Linked DNA regions of Mus musculus: region 1 is linked to region 2. The links are chromatin contacts, called in public HiChIP or PLAC-seq maps. All regions are on one chromosome and are shown on one strand. Each heading gives the region's core, a stretch centred on a gene start, on an enhancer-like site or on the middle of the called end of the contact. The rest is flanking DNA. Distances are from core to core; before and after follow the strand shown.

The links. HiChIP or PLAC-seq counts read pairs in DNA pulled down with a chosen protein or histone mark.
Region 1: an H3K27ac HiChIP or PLAC-seq map of embryonic stem cells shows a contact between it and region 2, with 5 read pairs. The contact joins two enhancer-like sites. A contact is called at or near these places in 3 of 115 datasets of contacts at active chromatin or transcription factors (CD8 T cells and embryonic stem cells) and 3 of 9 other capture datasets (adipose tissue, liver and pancreatic islet).

The regions. Positions count from the first base shown.
Region 1 is chr5:8,847,075-8,850,800 of GRCm38.p6, reverse strand. Abcb1b (ATP-binding cassette, sub-family B (MDR/TAP), member 1B) reads right to left here. Exons shown (of 28, transcript NM_011075.2): 23 at 1,149-1,289. Among named protein-coding and RNA genes, the nearest start is that of Abcb4, 45 kb to the left of the region's middle. Within about 2 kb of position 1,415, at least 5 of the 459 cell types and tissues checked have an H3K27ac peak or open chromatin away from gene starts, as enhancers often do. A contact at or near this core is called in embryonic stem cells, where this site is marked.
Region 2 is chr5:8,710,702-8,714,068 of GRCm38.p6, reverse strand. Abcb1a (ATP-binding cassette, sub-family B (MDR/TAP), member 1A) reads right to left here. Exons shown (of 30, transcript NM_011076.3): 17 at 721-882. Among named protein-coding and RNA genes, the nearest start is that of Gm31157, 17 kb to the right of the region's middle. Within about 2 kb of position 1,803, at least 2 of the 459 cell types and tissues checked have an H3K27ac peak or open chromatin away from gene starts, as enhancers often do. A contact at or near this core is called in embryonic stem cells, where this site is marked.

The sequences.
Region 1 (3,726 bases), core at 166-2,665, 140 kb before region 2:
AATGCATAGCAGTGTGGCTGGATACAAAATAGCCAGTTCTTTCATCTCTCTCTGACTTTTGCAAACACTTCTGTTTAAAAGATGAAGTGTGTTTCCAACCCTTCGAATGTAGGTTTGCTTTGTGACTTATTTCTATTGGCAAGGTGCAGCAGAGTTGCTGTCGTCAGCTAGGTGTCTAAGAGTCTTGTATGCTTAGTAGGTTTCTTCATTTTCATTTCTATGTTCTCTCTCTCTCCCGTCCCCCTCACCTCCTTCCCTCCCTCCTTCTACTACAAGATAAAGCATGCGCAGAGGACACCCCTCACACACTAGCCACCTACCCTGTCCTGTAACACTAACTCAGATCAGTACAACTGACTTATGCACAAAATAAATGTTTTTAATTCTGTGTCACTGAGGCCTCATGGCTGGTTGTGGGAACATATTCTCACAAAGCCTATGAAGTATGTGACGAGCGTCTCCCTACTTAGCATGCCATGCAGCTATTAAGATACATTTGCATTTGTGACGTGGCCTTCACAGCATAGATTGGAAAGGACCTTAGAGATACCAAGTATAGTTGTCATGTTTATGCCTGGACCTTCTCCTAAATTGGCTTGTAGCTCTGCTTTAGTGGGTGCCATGTTTCATTAACTCTATTGCTAAACTATTTCTAAAACAGGGGAAATCTTTGTCTTCCTTTCCCATCATGCCCCAGAACACCATTCAAAGGCCCTTGCTTTTCTCCACATACATCACATTGTGTCAGAGTAACCACTCAAACCAGCATAATGCTGAAGAATATTCCAGAACACTAGGAACCCACCACTTCCTTTTCTTGGGCCTACACACACACACACACACACACACACACACACATATGCTAAAGGAATATACTGCAATTTTTAAAATTACAACTAAAAAAACCACATGATGGTTTTCTCTCCTTATGTAACATTTAAATGTGTGGGACTTTTTTTTTTTTTTTTTTTTTTTTTTTAGAAAGTGGCCACTTTTCATAAGTTTCCTTTGGCGGTTCCTAATTAAATAGATTTTTACATCTAAGATTTTTAAATCTATGAATGGTGTGTCAGCAAATTTCATTGCTTCAAAGACTTGGAATAAATCAATATATCAAATATTTATCTATTTAGAAAATCAATACTTACAACATAACATTTTCAAAAGTCATGAGTTGTTGTGCCACCAAGTAGGCACCGAACCGGAAACAAGCAGCATAAGAAAAATACATCATGGCCTGGGTGAAGGAGAACGTGATCCCAAACACGTGTGCTTTCTTCATCGCATTTCTGGAAAGAAGACAGTGCAGATTCAGTCCATCGCTCAGTCATTCAAGCAGCTTGCTGTGGCTTGTCAGTGAGGCACGCAGGCGTGACAGATACCGTGCACTCCAGTTCTAAGGAACTCAGCTGGATCCCCTTTGGATTAGCTGTGTGAATTTGGGAAACTGCCTCGTCTCTGAGACTCAGTGCTGTCTTCATCTTTAATGTAGGATTACATCTCAGTGGGTTGATGGAAGAGAACTGGCCTGGAACCCTGAGAAGAGCCTGTTTTACATTCCCTTTTCCACACTGTGGGACACACAACACTGGTGATCTGTAGAGTAGGACACCTCCCAACACATCTACCCAGCACACTCAAGCTGTGGGTGACAGGGCAGCGGGCATGTCCTTGATGTGAGGACCTAGGGGAGCTGCATGTGATCAGTGCAGTGGAGGGAGTTCCTGAGGACTGTGCTGTGGGAAGAAAGAAGCACTTGCCTGTCTGGAGCCAGGGAAGGCTCTACAAAGGATTAGCATTCCAGGAATTTCTGAACCACAAGGGTCTTGGGTGTGGAGGTGTAGGCAGAGACAGGGTGGGGACAGGGACAGACTTTTGACCTTCCTACTCCTGTTTAAACACATCACCTTTGTTCATGTCTTTGCCACTTAGAAACTTTTCCCAGAAAGGGGGGCCTGCCATGATTGTGACAAAGGAGCTTGGAGACACTTCATTAAGGTCCAGTTCTTCCCTTGTGTCAGAATGTGGGTTTTTGCCTTCTGAAAATTATGGCTCTCTCTTCACATTTAAAAAGGCACTTTATTTCTATATTACAAAAACACAATTGAGAGACTTTAAACTTCTTTTTAGAAAGGTTTTGGAGGTTTACAACATTAAATAGGCTATAAATCACTGACTGAAAATCTGTTTATCCTCTTTTTTGCTAACATTAAGCTATAGATATTTTTATGTTTATGGATTAAAAAGTTTTGTTTTGATGTTGAGAAGGCTCCAATTTAAAATTGTTATTTTAAATCTAAACCTAAGAGATAAAACATAAAGTCCTAGACTTATAAAAGTTAGTAAATTATTGCAAACTATTAATGATAATTAAGAAATGCAAGTTGGTAGTCAGCCACCTTATAAATGATCATACACTTTAAAGTGTTCAGAAATATATTTGAAGTGATGCTAAGAACGAATGCAATTGATAACAGGAATAAGCCTTTTTGCCTCCTGTATATGTCTTCAAGGTTGAGCCTAGGACGGATAACTAGAAACACACAAAGTTTGTCTATTTAGATAGACAGATGGTCCTCTGACTTTAGAGACTTGCAGAATATGGCATTTTAAAATGTTTAATAAAAAGCTTTTCATGTAGGCATGTCAGCTCCTGACAGCACCCTTAATCTCCTTTCCTCCTCCTCCAAAGATGGACACAGAAGACGCTCCTGACACTTGCTTCAAATGTGTCAAAGCTGGCCACTGGACAGTAGACTCCTGATTGCCTATGGACAGGCAGGACATTGGAAAACTGACTGCCTCATTTTGCCTAGACAAAGATGGGACAGCCTTCCAAAGTTCCTGCTTCATGGAAAAGTCTGCCAAGGCCTGATAGCTAAAGAAAGACGCCCTACCAACTACAGAGGAGCCTAGGGACCAGGTAGCTGGTAGTTCTCTGTTTTTTCAATAGACTTGGAAGCTGCTTGATCTGCACTCCTTGCTGACTCATGTAAAATGTGTCTTCTCAGGTCTCTGAGCGTTTGAAGACTAGACTAGTGAAAGAAGTAACTTTTTACTTTTCCTTTATCTAAAGGAACTCAGTTTACAGTGACTGCTCCCAGTAGTTAACCACCTATGTCTCCCGGTGAATGACTCGATAGGAAAAAGTGTGATGTTTATGTAAGGTCTGAGGTTACAAAGTGTTTGTGGGTAAAGACAAGTTATGAAGGGTTGAGGACATAAAAACTTAAATGGTGATAACAGAGTGGTTCATGGTACATACAAGGAATGAAAATGCTTCTGATTTCTTCCCCTCATTATGCTGCTGTTGTATTAAGACTTCCAGAGTGTTAAACCTTTTAACCAAAACCATCCTAGTGTTCCTCTTACTCGAAGGCGTGAGTCTGCTGCTCTTTCTACAATGTGGATTTCAGTACAGAGTACAAACAGTGGTAATACCAACATACCTAAAATGCATCTCTTCTTGTAAATTTAAAAAGATTATGGAGATCTTCAGGGAAGCCACTTGAATCCACCTCTCACAAGTCAAAGGGACTCCAGATAGTTACTGTCAATCAACAGCTGGTTTCCCCACCTGCCTATTCCTGAGGATGGAATCCCGCCCCCTTTTCCTGGTTTCAGACTCTCCCTCATCTCAAATGCCAAGATCATGGTTCTAAAAGTTTCAAATATATACCCAAGAAAAAATGTTTTTAAACTCCTTAGCATTATTGTCTGCCATAT
Region 2 (3,367 bases), core at 554-3,053:
AGCTGAAACATAATCATAATTCCCTTCATGCTTTAGGACTATTAGAACAAGAGGTTCTAACAAGGCTATGATTGCACCTCGAAGTGGTAGGGAGAGATTTAGACAGAATGAATACAATTCATGGATAGTTAAATAAATATCACTGGCCCTAAAGAGAAGCTTCCCTTTAAAGCATAAAGAGGAGCTTAATTATAAATAAAAATGAGAGAGGAGACAGTGAGAGCTGTCACTGGGATCCAAAAGCCATGAGAGGGATGGTAGGGAGGAGCCTCTTCAGAGGGCAGCCTTCAAAGCACCTCTGCAGCAGTCCTCTGATGAGTCTCGTACCAATCCAAAACACAAAGAAAAGGGTTGAATTTTCATAACCTTTTAGAAGTGGCAAGAAGTTTTATATCACATGATTTAGTTCAGCACAGTGTATGTGTTAAATAGCATGGGGCAGGGGGGAACCATGTACCATGAATTGAGAATCATCAAGTCACGGTACAGAGCTTCTTAATTTTCTGTCCTAGAGAAAGAGGGCAGTATGGCATGAGTCAAGCTATGGGACCAGATCTGAAGGTGCAGGCTCGTGGAAAAACAAACAAACAAACAAAAAAACAAAACAAAAAACCCTAAGGACTCTTCTACATTTCAAGATTATCCAATCAGGTAATACTTATCTATAGATTACATCTTATCATCAAGATAAATTAGGACATTGCTAGAGTTCCACTGCACCTGTGTCATGACAAGTTTGAAGTAAATGCCCTTTTCTCTCATGAGCTCATCATGATTTCCTTGCTCCACAATGACACCACCATCAAAACCAGCAATGACGTCAGCATTACGAACGGTAGACAAGCGATGAGCTATCACAATGGTGGTCCGGCCTTCTCTAGCCTGGAGAGAGAGAAACCTGGCTTTTGAAACATGGATAATTATAGCAAAACCTCAGTCAATTTATTTTTGATGAATAAAACTGCTTTGAATACTGTGTAAACCATCAATGAAGATATTATCTGGCTTTAATAAAGGCATAATGAATTCATAATAATAGAAAATAGTTTTATTGCAATCAATACAAGAACAAGCATGTTTATGTATTAATAAAATCTATGCCTCTAAGGATTTTACTTTACACCCTATAGTAAGCCTAAAGTTCTAGAAATAATCCAGTGTATCAAAAATCCTAGAGCTGAGGCATTAACCAGATAAAACAAATCTATACAAGGCATTGTACTGGCATGCATCACCTAGAGATCTGCTAAGAATTGCAAGATTAACCTCCTGGGTAATCAAGACACAAACATGAAAGAGCAGAGCTTAGACTTCAGTGTTCTACTAGTGTGAATGAAATCCAGGACTTCATTCAGTCTTTGAATCTGTGTAAGGTTGAATTCATTAATATGTAAAGCAGAGACACAGTAGCCACTTCTTAGAATAGCTGTGATGACTAAATAACAAAGGGCTTAGGACTAACTTTAAAGAAATGCCCAACAAATGTTCAATAAATGACTTCTAGTTACAAGAATTATAGACAAAATTGAAGAGTTTTATAAATATTTTCACATGTCCAGTCTCATCTTTAACTTCATATGGAATAAAGGCAGACAACTAGACTTGTTGAGATTTCTTTAACCTTTATAACTTGCCTAATGCTTATTATTTCTCCCACTCTGTAGTTCTACAGTAATAAGCAATAAAACTACACACACACACACACACACATACATATACTCACACATATACACACACATACATATGAACACAAATACACACACATACACACAAACACACACATGCACATACACACACACCACACACATACACATGAACAGGCTGTAGATATCAGGGTTAACAAACAGAAGTGGAGAAACAAAAGTGAGGGACCCGCCGAACTTAAGAAATTAGTCTGAACAGGTGAGAGGGTGCGCCAGAGAACCTGACAGCTTCTGGAACAGGCGGAAGCACAGAGGCGCTGAGGCAGCACCCTGTGTGGGCCGGGGACAGCCGGCCACCTTCCGGACCAGAGGACAGGTGCCTGCCCGGCTGGGGAGGCGACCTAAGCCACAGCAGCAGCGGTCGCCATCTTGGTCCGAGACCCGCCGAACTTAGGAAATTAGTCTGAACAGGTGAGAGGGTGCGCCAGAGAACCTGACAGCTTCTGGAACAGGCGGAAGCACAGAGGCACTGAGGCAGCACCCTTTGTGGGCCGGGGACAGCCAGCCACCGTCTGGACCGGAGGACAGGTGCCCGCCCGGCTGGGGAGGCGGCCTAAGCCACAGCAGCAGCGGTCGCCATCTTGGTCCGGGACCCGCCGAACTTAGGAAATTAGTCTGAACAGGTGAGAGGGTGCGCCAGAGAACCTGACAGCCTCTGGAACAGGCAGAAGCACAGAGGGGCTGAGGCAGCACCCTGTGTGGGCCGGGGACAGCCGGCCACCTTCTGGACCGGAGGACAGGTGCCCGCCCGGCTGGGGAGGCGACCTTAAGCCACAGCAGCAGCGGTCGCCATCTTGGTCCGGGACCTGCCGAACTTAGGAAATTAGTCTGAACAGGTGAGAGGGTGCGCCAGAGAACCTGACAGCTTCTGGACCAGGCGGAAGCACAGAGGCGCTGAGGCAGCACCCTTTGTGGGCCGGGGACAGCCGGCCACCGTCCGGACCGGAGGACAGGTGCCCGCCCGGCTGGGGAGGCGGCCTAAGCCACAGCAGCAGCGGTCGCCATCTTGGTCCGAGACCCGCCGAACTTAGGAAATTAGTCTGAACAGGTGAGAGGGTGCGCCAGAGAACCTGACAGCTTCTGGAACAGGCGGAAGCACAGAGGCACTGAGGCAGCACCCTTTGTGGGCCGGGGACAGCCAGCCACCGTCTGGACCGGAGGACAGGTGCCCGCCCGGCTGGGGAGGCGGCCTAAGCCACAGCAGCAGCGGTCGCCATCTTGGTCCGGGACCCGCCGAACTTAGGAAATTAGTCTGAACAGGTGAGAGGGTGCGCCAGAGAACCTGACAGCCTCTGGAACAGGCAGAAGCACAGAGGGGCTGAGGCAGCACCCTGTGTGGGCCGGGGACAGCCGGCCACCTTCCGGACCAGAGGACAGGTGCCCGCCCGGCTGGGGAGGCGGCCTAAGCCACAGCAGCAGCGGTCGCCATCTTGGTCCGGGACCTGCCGAACTTAGGAAATTAGTCTGAACAGGTGAGAGGGTGCGCCAGAGAACCTGACAGCTTCTGGAACAGGCAGAAGCACAGAGGCGCTGAGGCAGCACCCTGTGTGGGCCGGGGACAGCCGGCCACCTTCCGGACCAGAGGACAGGTGCCCGCCCGGCTGGGGAGGCAACCTAAGCCACAGCAGCAGCGGTCGCCATCTTGGTCCCGGGACTCCAAGGAA